Linked DNA regions of Pan troglodytes: region 2 is linked to region 1. The links are chromatin contacts, called in public Hi-C maps. All regions are on one chromosome and are shown on one strand. Each heading gives the region's core, a stretch centred on a gene start, on an enhancer-like site or on the middle of the called end of the contact. The rest is flanking DNA. Distances are from core to core; before and after follow the strand shown. Region 1 overlaps DAD1 (defender against cell death 1). Region 2 holds the start of OR6J1 (olfactory receptor family 6 subfamily J member 1).

The links. A called contact is a pair of places that touch in the nucleus more often than the background predicts.
Region 2: a contact with region 1 is called in a Hi-C map of induced pluripotent stem cells, with 1.6 times the contacts expected there. The contact joins the promoter of OR6J1 here to the enhancer-like site in region 1. A contact is called at or near these places in 4 of 7 Hi-C or Micro-C datasets (blood, induced pluripotent stem cells, a lymphoblastoid cell line and 1 more).

What each region holds. Positions count from the first base shown.
Region 1 is chr15:20,955,811-20,961,850 of NHGRI_mPanTro3-v2.0_pri, forward strand. The region is part of intron 2 of DAD1 (defender against cell death 1); the gene reads right to left. Among named protein-coding and RNA genes, the nearest start is that of DAD1, 26 kb to the right of the region's middle. Within about 2 kb of position 2,956, at least 5 of the 24 cell types and tissues checked have an H3K27ac peak or open chromatin away from gene starts, as enhancers often do. A contact at or near this core is called in induced pluripotent stem cells, where this site is marked.
Region 2 is chr15:21,025,812-21,031,563 of NHGRI_mPanTro3-v2.0_pri, forward strand. It overlaps OR6J1 (olfactory receptor family 6 subfamily J member 1), which reads right to left and starts at 2,400. Exons shown (of 2, transcript XM_001149048.6): 1 at 2,145-2,400.

The DNA.
Region 1 (6,040 bases), core at 1,706-4,205:
CCAATCTCTGCCAAATTTTTCCCATTTAAAAAAGAAAAGCATCCAGTCTGATGGCTCTGATGAAAATTTAAAATAAATAAAAATTTCTTAAAAAGAAAAGTAAGTTTAATATTTTTAATGAAAACCCTCTAACATGGCATATATATAAAGCCATCATCTGAGAGTCCTAAACCTAACAGGAAGGAATATAAAGGTTTAGAGTCCAAATGTCTGCTATCCAGTTCCCCCTCAGTCACTTATTAGTTCCAGGGCCTGGATACATCAACTAAAGTTTCACCAAGGTGTAATTACCTCAAGTGTAAAATAGGAATACTACTATTTGTCTGTCTCCACATCACTGGGTAGGAAGGAAGGATCACATGAGCTGATCTATGTAAAAGTATATGTGGAATGTATGTGAATCCTACAAGCCTGTTAACGTGGGAACTAGAAGGCATTTTACCAATGTTTATTTTTTGTAAAAGGCTTCATACAAATATGTGCATCTTGTTATAATCACATTTAACTTTCTACCTCCTATAAATGGATAATGGGAATCTGAAAATATGAATAAAAAGCAACAATTAAGGAGAAAACAGAAAGCAAAGCCCAAATGAGGATCCACAAAAACAGTACAATCCTCCTCAAACATAAAAGAACCATCAAGAATCCTGCTGAGAGGCATTAACAGTGGCAAGAGACTTTGATGAACATCCAGACCAATCCTCTCACAACACAGACAGAGAAACTGAGGCTCAGAGGTTAAGTTTATTTGTCCATTCAACTAGTTAACAGAGCAAAGCCTACAATACAAGTCTTCTGATTTTTTTTTTTTTTTTTTTTTTTTTTGAGACAGGGTCTCACTCTGTCACTCAGGCTGGAGTGCAAGTGGCATGATCACAGTTCACTGCAGCCTTGACCTCCCACGCTCAAGCAATCCTTCCACCTCAGCCTTCTGAGTAGCAGGGACCACAGGCACACGCCACCACGCCCCTCTAATTCTTTTGATTTTTGGTAGAGACAAGGTCTTGCTATATCGCCCATGCTGGTCTCAAACTCCTGGCCTCAAGCGATTCTCCCACCTTGGCCTCCCCAAGTGCTGGGATTACAGGCCTAAGCCACCGCACCAGCCCCTCCTCTGACTTCTTGTCTCATGTTCTTCCCCACCCCACAGCCTCTCCTATGAATCTTTGCCTTGGCTTTTTTTCTTTCGTACCACTTTCCATGTTTTAGCATCCAAGTAACTTAATAACATAACTTTTTCTTGCAGTTAAAAATTGTTTATTTGGCCGGGCACAGTGGCTCATGCCTGTAATTCCAGCACTTTGGGAGGCTAAGGTAGGCAGATCACAAAGTCAAAAGATAGAGACCATACTGGCCAACATGGTGAAACCATGTCTCTCCTAAAAATACAAAAATTAGCCAGGCTTGGGAGCACACACTTGTAGTCCCAGCTACTCGAGAGGCTGAGGCAGGAGAACTGCTTGAACCCGGGAGGCGGAGGTTGTAGTGAGCCAAGATCATGCCACTGCACTACAGCCTGGACAACAAAGCGAGACTCCGTCTCAAAAAAAAAAAAAAAGGTTTATTCATTCATACACTCATTCAACAAACACACACTGTTACTGTTCACAATTGAGTCCAGTGGGAGAGAGAAGAAAGTGAATGAATAGTTTCATAACAATGTGATAAGTGCAGCACTGGAGGAATGCAGTAGACTAAGGGCTCCTATGCAACCTGAGGGGTGGGAATGACTTGGAATAGGAGTCATCCAAGCTGGGGGGATGGAGAAAATAAGGCAGTGAGTTAGGGCAGCAATGAAATTCATAAATATAAATCTATTTCGATATTCTTTTTTCTTTGGTAGCCTTAAATACACCAAATATAAAATAGAGTTCAATAAACAAGTAGAGTCATCAATTAGCACTTTTTAGCAAATAAAATAAGTAGATTCAAAGTTTTAAGAATGAAAGGTAAAGAACTAATCTCAGAGCCAGGCACTGTGACACACCTGTAGGTCCAGCTACACAGAAGCCTCAGCCAGGAGGAGCACTTGACCCCAGGGAGTTCCCAGCTTGGGCAACGTAGCAAGACCCCAGCACATAAAAAAATATATAATTAATCTCACCTTCTAAACAGAGAAAAATGAGTTGAAAAAAGTTATGATGTGACTACCTCAGATTTCCTACAAATGTAGGACAGTTCCCTCTGAGAGAGCTTATTTGGTGGCAGGACCTAATTCAATATGAGGTGGAAATATCAAAGAGAAAATGAAATAAAAACTAAATGGGCCCCTCCACCAACAAAAAATTAAAGATTATTGCCAGTGGGAGGTCACCATTGAGAATAAAAGACGTAGAACAAACCAAAAAAAGAAGCTCTCAAACTAAGGAGGTGAAAAAAAGAAATCAAACGGGAAACCTGAGGGTCTATGTGCACAGTCTTGGTCTTCCCCCACACAACAAAATCTAGGGCCACTTTAGGGTTCTATGCCCTTTTGTTCCTAACTCGACATTGCCCACTTCTGGCCAGAATGTAAAGCAACCCCCAACCCAGCATCTAAACCTACCTGGACCTCTGCTGCCCCCCAATGACTGGAAAGAAACTAGGTTTTTTAACACAGGTATCAGTAGCTTCTTCCCCCAAACTCAACTCCTTATGTTTTGTAGTAGTCTCTCAACACATGAAACATACAATCCACTAGGTGGCAGCAAAGCCCACAGAATAACATCAAGATCCCCTTCCCGAGGAAATTTTCTAGATTACTATACTTTAACTGAATTCGAAAAGCCAACACAATTTCATGTTTGTAAATAGTGCTGCCAGTCAGAGTATAAAATGTTCTGCCCAACCCTGTAGCCCCCTTGTTCCAGCTAGGATCAAACACTGAATTTTTTAAGACTTGTGAGAGAATGGTCTCCATTATAAAAACAAAACAATGCTAACAAGGCACAGGCATTTGGCAACTATCTCCCTGGGAGCTGAGCACATTTTCAAGCAAGGTTTTGTCCCTTTGGGCCCAGTTCACCCTTCCTTCTGATCCAGGGCCCAATTCATCAGGAACTTTAATTCTCAAACTGTGATCCAATACAGTTCTGTCCTTCTTTTCCTCATTACCCTTCAGAACACCTGAGATGGACTGAGATTTTTTTTTTTTTTTAAAAAAAGAGTTTCACAGGCCAGGTGCAGTGGCTCACGCCTGTAATCCTAGCACTTTGGGAGGCCAAGGCGAGTGGATCACGAGGTCAGGAGTTCAACACCAGCCTGGCCAACAGAGTGAAACCCCATCTCTACTAAAAATACAAAAACTAGCCGGGCAAGTGCCTGTAGTCCCAGCTACTCGGGGAGGCTGAGGCAGGAGAATTGCTTGAACCCGGGAGGCAGGGTTGCAGTGAGCCAAGACTGCACCACTGCACTCTAGCCTGGGCAAGAGAGTAAGACTCTGTCTCAAAAAAAAAAAAAAAAAAAGAATTTCACAAAGAAACACAGAAGAACAAACATGGAAAAAACTAAAGTATATACATTTTTAAATACTGAAATCCACTGAGCTTCTTTCTGTCATGGATTCATTCAAAAATATGCCGCCACCTACACATCAAAAACTGATCATTTCAGGTGTGCATGGATTTCTGGGGGTCAGAAGCTCACTGGGAGCATTTTTGCTTTTGTATTTTCATTTGTATAGTCTAAAAAATAAAAAATATTGAGTCTTTCTTGATCACCTGGATAGATACATTAGTTATAAGATTTCTACCAAGGGGCTCTTTTTTTTTTTTTTTTTTTAGAAAACAGAGTCTTACTCTTGCCAGGCTGGAGTGCAATGGTGCAACTTGGGCTCACTGCAACCTCCGCCTCATGGGTTCAAACGATTCTCCTGCCTCAGCCTCCCGAGTAGCTGGGATTACAGGCACCGGCCACCACGTCCAGCTAATTTTTGTCTTTTTAGTAGAGATGAGGTTTCACCATGTTGGCCAGGCTGGTCTCGAACTCCTGACCTCAGGTGATCCACCCGCCTCGGCCTCCCAAAGTGCTGGGATTACAGGCGTGAGCCACCGCGCTCAGCCATCCTAGCCAGGCTCTCTCAACTTCAGTTCCTCATCTGTAAATGAGAACAGCAGGCCTATCCTCATGAAATTATTCTGAAAATAAAATGATATAGAACAAGAAGTACTTAAAGCACAGCACTCATTATCTGTTAACTTCCTTACTTCCCCTTGAATTATTTATTTTTTTAACCCAATGCCATTTTCTTTTGACCTGCTTCTTTCAGAGTAGTTTAGAGTTTGTCACCCCCAAATTCATGTAAGATCAGCTATATTACAGAATTTTTTTTTAATATCAAACTCTCAACTTAGTTGGAAAATATAAAGACATTCAATCTGTTTTGTTCTACCTTCTGAGTTGGTATAAATATTGAGAATTTACTTGGAACTATTTTTAAAGTGCTGTGGCACAGTGCACATATAGCTGAGTTAGAAGCACATAAAAGGAGCAAATAAATGTATATTTTTAAAAACTGAGAGCAGGACAGTATAGTATAATTCAAATGAAGGATCTCTATGAAAAACAATCTGGGCAATCCCCCAGAGAGAAAGATTTTTCTATGAACATACTCTCCATAGAAAGATTTAACACTACAATCTGGGATTGAGGATTTTGCTGTGCTTTGGGCCCATAATTCCCAGCTGAGCAGGTGGTCCTAGGTTGTTAATATGGTCTGCAGTACACAGTTTCTGCTGAGACTGCTTTTTTGTCTCTGCTTTTGTCATAATTTTGAAATACTAAGCTCTCTGCAGTAGAGTCCTCCTCCAATCATGACAGCCCTAAGAAATAATTTTCCATGATTTGGTATCTCCCTGAGCCTAGAAAACATCCTTGAAATGTTTGCTGTTGTCCCCTTCCTAAGTACACACCATGACTCATCCAGAAAAAAAGAACTTCAGAAATCTAGAGTAAGCAATCAGAAGACATGACCTTTCCAGAAGGCTCTATCAGGAAGCCCAAGGGTTACTCATATTTGCAAGCGTGAGAAGATCAATGTTGGTGGGTCAGTTTTCTACCTGCATTCAAGGTTATCCACTGGTAACAGTTCATTGTAACTGGCAATAGCTGTTATCCATTGCTCAGATAACTCATCTGCTGTCCCTGCTCCCAGATGGTACAGCTGCTCTCTTCTCTGGATTTTCGCAGCACTTTGTTCAAACCTATAGCGAGGCCCTAACTGGGCTGTATTTTAACTGTTATGTTTACATATTCTCCCCTACTAGACTGTACATGTCTTGAAGGCAGAAGCCACACTTTTGGGTTGTTTTTTTTTTTTAATTGAGATAGGGTCTTGCTATGTTGCCCATGCTGGTCTCAAATTCTTGAGCTCAAGCAATCCGCCCACCTCGCCTTCCCAAAGTCCTGGGATTACAGGCATGAACCACCACGCCCAGCCAACAATATTGTTTATATTCCCAACAAGAAGACATTGGCTGGCACATAGAAGGGGAGGGAGGAAGAGAGGAAGAGGATAACTCAAGTCTTAATCAGGTCTTTAAGGAGTTAAATCGTATTAAAATAACAGAACAAAGTGGTTCTTAAAAGTTTTTCACTGTTGGGAGGCCAAGGCGGGCGGATCACCAGGTCAGGAGATCGAGATCATCCTAACTCGGTGAAACCCCGTCTCTACTAAAAATACAAAAAATTAGCAGGGCGTGGTGGCGGGCGCCTGTAGTCCCAGCTACTCGGGAGGCTGAGGCAGGAGAATGGCGTGAACTCGGGAGGCAGAGTTGCAGTGAGCCGAGATCGCACCACTGCACTCCAGCCTGGGTAACAGAGCGAGACTCCATCTCAAGAAAAAAAAAAAAAAAAGAGAGAGAAAAAAAAGTTTTTCACTGAAATAAACCTCACTGTCAACTTACCACTACCAAAATGATACCTTACCTGAACTAACAGAACTGTTTTTGAGGCAGTATCAAAGGAAAGGATTTATGTAACATATTATAAGTAAATGACTAATTCATGTCAGAAAAGGAAGTATAGTCACTGTCACATTATTGCATCCACTTTGCACATA
Region 2 (5,752 bases), core at 1,150-3,649, 69 kb after region 1:
AAACTGATAGATTCCAGGGACAAGGTCAAATAGGGCTTCTATACCTAGGAGGGACTCTGGATAGCAGAGGCCACGCAATTACCAGTGACGAAGAAGAATACGGATTGGACTAGGAAAAACAAGAATAATCTAGTAAAGGAAGAGGACCGCAGAAATCCCGAGGACTGAGTTGACCTCTGCCCATCTAAGCTGAGTCAGAACATCAGCCACTCCTGCACAGAACCTGTCCTCACGACCTGCCCTACCTTCCTGTAGCCTTGGCACATGGACGGTCTCTCCAGACAACTCACCACATTTGCATTGCCAAGGATCTTTTCTTTCTTAACAGCTTTATTGATATATAACTCAAGTACCATACATTCCACCCATTTAAAGTATACAATTCAATAGCTTTTAGTGTATTCACAAAACTGTGTGTCCATCACCACAATCAACTTAAGAATATATATATTTTTTTGAGATGGAGTCTCGCTCTGTCACCCAGGCTGGAGTGCAGTGGCACGAGCTCAGCTCACTGCAACCTCCACCTCCAGGGTTCAAGCGATTCTCCTGCCTCAGCCTCCTGAGTAAGCTGGGATTACAGGCGTGTGCCACCATGCCCAGCTAATTTTTGTATTTGTAGTAGAGATGAGGTTTCACTGTGTTGGTCAGGCTGGTCTCCAGCTCCTGACCTCGTGATCTTCCCGCCTTGACCTCCCAAAGTGCTGGGATTACAGGGACGAGCCACCATGCCCGGCAGATTTAAGGATATTTTAATGATCCCTCCTCCATTCCCTGGAAACTATTTTTCTACTTTCTGACTATGGATTTGCCTATTCTGGACATTTCATATAAATGAATCATACCATATGTGGTCCTTTGTGTCTAGCTTCTTTCACTTACTATAATATTTTCTATATTTTTATTTTTAAATTTTTTTTAGAGACAGGGTCCTGCTCTGTCAGTGAGGCTGGAGTGCAGTGGCATGAAGATAGCTCACTGCAGCCCCAAACTCCTGGGCTCAAGTGATCCTCCTGCCTCAGCCTCCCAAGTAGCTAGGACTACAGGTGCACACCATCACACCTGGATAATTTTTTTTTTTTTTTTTGAGATGGAGTTTTACTCTTGTCACCCAGGCTGGAGTGCAATGGTGCAATCTCTGGTCACTGCAACCTCTGCCTCCCCGGTTCAAGCAATTCTCCAGCCTCAGCCTCCCAAGTAGCTGGGATTACAGGCGTCTGCCACCACGCTCAGCAGATTTTTGTATTTTTAGTAGAGACAGGGTTTCCCCATGTTGGCCAGGCTGGTCTCGAACTCCTGACTTCAAGTGATCCATCCACCTCGGCCTCCCAAAGTGCTGGGATTACAGGCGTGAGCCACCGTGCCTAGCCTAATTTTTTTTTTAATTAGAAAATAATTTTACTTTTTTTATTTTTTGAGACAGGGTCTCACTCTGTCACCCAGGCTGGAGTGCAGTGGTGCAATCATAACTCACTACATCCTCGACCTCCCAGGCTCAAGTGATTCTCCCACCTCAGACTCCCAAGTAACTGGGACTACAGGCACACACCACCATGCCCGGCCAATTTTTGTATTTTTTGTAGTGATAGGGGTTTTGCCATATTGCCCAGGCTGGTCTCGAACTCCTGGGCTCAAGCGATCTTCCTGTCTTAGCATCCCAAAGTGCTGAGATTACAGGTGTAGGCCACTTACTATAATATTTTTAAAGGTTCATCTATGTTATAGCATGGATCATTGCCAAGGATCTTAAAGAACCAATGTAGCAGGAGGAAAGGCCACAGCCCCAAGAAGAAGCCCTGACCCCTGGCATGGTAGAAACACACACACACACACACACACAGAAAGACAGCAGTTACTAAATGTAGATATATGCACAGTCTGTAAAATCTAGAAGAGAAGTATGGAGGATGAATTTGGACTTGGTCACCAAATCTGGAAATGGTAAGATGAGGGATCAAGACTTAATTCATTTAACTCTCAAAATACATCTTTGCATAAGGTGCCACTGCACCCACTGGAAAATCATTTCCTCACATCAGAAATATTAAGAAGCTTAATGAAGGCAAAGATACACACCTGAGATTATAACAGGAACTGCTGCTCCCAGCCAGCCCCCAAATGCCAAACGATTGGTCTGCACTCACCTCGGCTAGGGTTGCCTTATGCCACCTCCACGGCTCAGTCTGTTCACCTGGGATTTGCTGCCACCTAGGATCTTCCACGGTAATTATCTTGACCAAAAAGCCACAGTGCATTCCACATGAGAGCCGCAGTGTTTGACAGGTGAAATGAGCCCTTCCCAACTCATGTGGATTGTTGCCCTAGCTGTGACCTCTTGTCGGACGAGCATGCACTCGTGTTGTAGACAGCTGGAAGGTACATGTTGGATGTTTTACACTGCTGAGGAAGTTACAAGGTATGACATCCATTCCAGCATAGAGAGGTCTACAAATCCTCCGGCCCTAATCCTGAGTGTGTAAGGAAGTCACCTTCGGTTAAGCATTGACCAGCTGCACCTCCCACACTGTCTACACAATCTGATCCAGTTGGGGAGAGAAAAGGGGCACTATCCACTAAGCTCCTGGATGGTGCTTTATTCTCCTCTCCTGCTACCATCTTTCCTGCACCCTCTCCAGTCTTCTGCTCAGCCCAGTCTTCTGGTTGCTTCTTGATTCCAGAGAAAATGGGAAAAGAAACACTGTGTTACCTGATGGACAACAGCCATCAACCTGCTTCTTCCTCTGTCCCCTCAACCCAGCATGCACTACCACCACCACCATCCCCATCATATTTTTTTCAGAGACTGGCAGGCCAAGCGTCCCAAGGACTAAACTTCCTCTAGGGTTACTGCAGGATAGTCAAATCCTGTTGAGGGGTAGCCGGTGCATGAGAAAACTCTGGACTTGAAGCCAAGAGTCTGGGTTCAAGTCCCACCTGTGCCTTTTACCATTCTTGAGACTGGAAAAATTGCCTCCATTTTCATACTATCTGCAAATGAATCCTCATGTGACAAACAGCGGTAATGCTCTTTTCCTCATCTTCCTCATGAGGTTGAGAAGCACAAAACGGAAAATAAGATAACTCATATGATAGATCATTGCCAAGGATCGTGAAGAACAAATGTATGATAATTCATATGATGTGTGAAATCATAAAACACCATATTGCTTTATTTTCTAGAACCCCTCCTATTCTGCAATACTGGAAAAGAACAAACCTTATCTTCCCTGTCCCTACTGAGATATTGATCATCCCACCCTAGAGGGAAGAATACTGTCCCTTCTGGCTCTGGAATACATCTCATCAGGACCATGCTTCTGCCTTAATCAACTATTCTCTCCTTGGACAGCATATCTGGTTGGCTACAAAGTGTGAAGACAAAGGGAAGATGCTTCTCTACATGGGAATTTCGGTTGCCCAGGATTCCTGGAAATGAAGAAACTACTTCCTGTCCTCCACCATCTGCACTCTATAGAGGAGTCAGTAAGCTGGAAGGGATTCAGCGGGAGGATTCAGAAATACTCACATTTGCCTAAATAAGGTAGAGGGGGCTGGCCCCCAGCATATCCTGCCCACACAGCTGCCCCAGGCTTCCGTGCTGGGCGCTGAGGCTTGCGTTGCTGCAAACAGACTCTGCACTGTCAGGGCTGAAGGGGGCATACTCTAGAAGGGTCCCATGTTTGGACCCCACTTGGGAGGGTTGGGGTGGGATTGGCTCAGGTGAGAGCATGCACTTTCTGAGAAACATCCAAACATGGGGCACTCCTCAGGGGCACATTACGAAGCTGTCCCTGAACACCAAGCCTGAGTCTGATGCCCCTGAGGCCCACTTAGGAAAGGATGCAAACCTAAACATCTACACTAACAAGAACTGGGAACAGAACACTAGCCAAGATCAACACCCCCAGGCCTATCTCAGAGAGCCTCACAGCATACAGTCCTCCATCCACCCCCTCTCCAGCCCCACTGTGACAGTTCCATCCATCCCTACCACTCCATTTACCCAGGACCCTCCTCTTCAACATCCTAATACACTGTGATCAATATGCCAAAGCTTCAGTAACCTTGCACTATGTGAAACAAAAGGTCCCACACTGCATAGCCTGGCACTCAAGACCCCCTAATCCCAGTCTCCCTTGAATTACCGCCCAGACTCAGCTCCTGTCTTACACATCACCTTGTGCATCTTTTACTTCGGTTGAGCCACTCTATTCACTGTGCCCCACGCTGGCCCTCACTTTCTTACTGCACACTCGGGCCCCAAGTGTCCTACCATTGGGACCATCTTCTCCACCGCCTAGTCTCTAGGCCCTACTCTTGTCCCTTTTCCTAGCCTAAGCTAGGTTCTCCCTCTTTAGATATCCTTTTCTTGCACTTGGAATCAGGAATCCACAGTGTAGAACTGGAGTGTTTTTAACCTTTTTTAATTTAAATATAACACATGTACAGAAAAGTATACAAATCATAAGCTCAATGAATTATCAATAAAGTGAACACATTCATGTAACCACCACCCTGGTGAAGAAATAGAATGGTACTAGCACCCCAGAAATCCTTCTCAAGCTCCCTCCCCACATCCCAGCTGTAACCATTATCTTGATTTCTAACACCATGGATTAGTTTTGCCTGTTTTGGAAATTCATATAAATGAAATCATCTAATAGGTCTTTTTTTGTGTCTGACATCTTTTTCTCAACCTTATAGTTTTGAAATTCAATCATGTTGTGGTGTGTGACTCATTTTTATTGCCATATATTTCATCATTTCATTTGTGGTTATTTAGCCTCTGGGCAGATTTTTAAGTTCCTTGGGAACAGGGATTTTTTTCATAAAATTATTTTTGAATCCCCATAATGCCTAACTGGAAAAGCAAAAGTTGCTCAGTATATATGAATTTTAGTCCAAAAAGCTTCTAATTTCAATGTCACATCATATACCCCCATGAACAGGCAATAGTATCTAACAATTTCAGCAATTTCTTTTTCTCACATCTCATACCCAATTCATTAGCAAATCCCACTGGCTCTATCTTTATATATATGTCAAATCCAACCACTTATCACCATCCCCATTACCCTAGTTCAAGTCACAAACATTGCAGAAGAACAGATAATGAAGTAAAAAGAGAGTGTTGCAAAATAGTATAAATGACATCATCCTTTTTTTTTTTTTTTTTGAGACAGAGTTTAATTCTTGTTGCCTAGGCTGGAGTGCAATGGCATGATCACGGCTCACCGCAGGCTCTGCCACCTGGGTTCAAGTGATTCTTCTGCCTCAGCCTCCCGAGTAGTGGAATTACGGGCATGTGCCACCATGCCTGACTAATTTTGTATTTTTAGTAGAGACAGGGTTCTCCATCTCTGGAGAACTGGTCTCGAACTCCCAACCTCAGATAATGCACCCACCTTGGCCTCCCAAAGTGCTGGGATTACAGGTGTGAGCCACCGCGCCCAGCCTCTCTTTTTTTTGAGACCAAGTGTCGTTCTGTCACCCAGGCTGGAGTGCAGTGGTGCCATCTCAGCTCACTGCAACCTCTGCCTCCCAGGGTCAAGTGATTCTCATGCATCAGACTCTTGAGTTGCTGGGAGCACAGGCATGCACCACCATGCCCAGCTAATTTTTGTATTTTTAGTAGAGAGGAGGCTTAGCCATTTGGCCAGGCTGGTCTCAAACTCCTGACCTCAAGTGATCCACCCGCCTCTGCCTCCCAAAGTGCTGGGATTATAGGTGTGAGCCACCACACCCAGCTGAT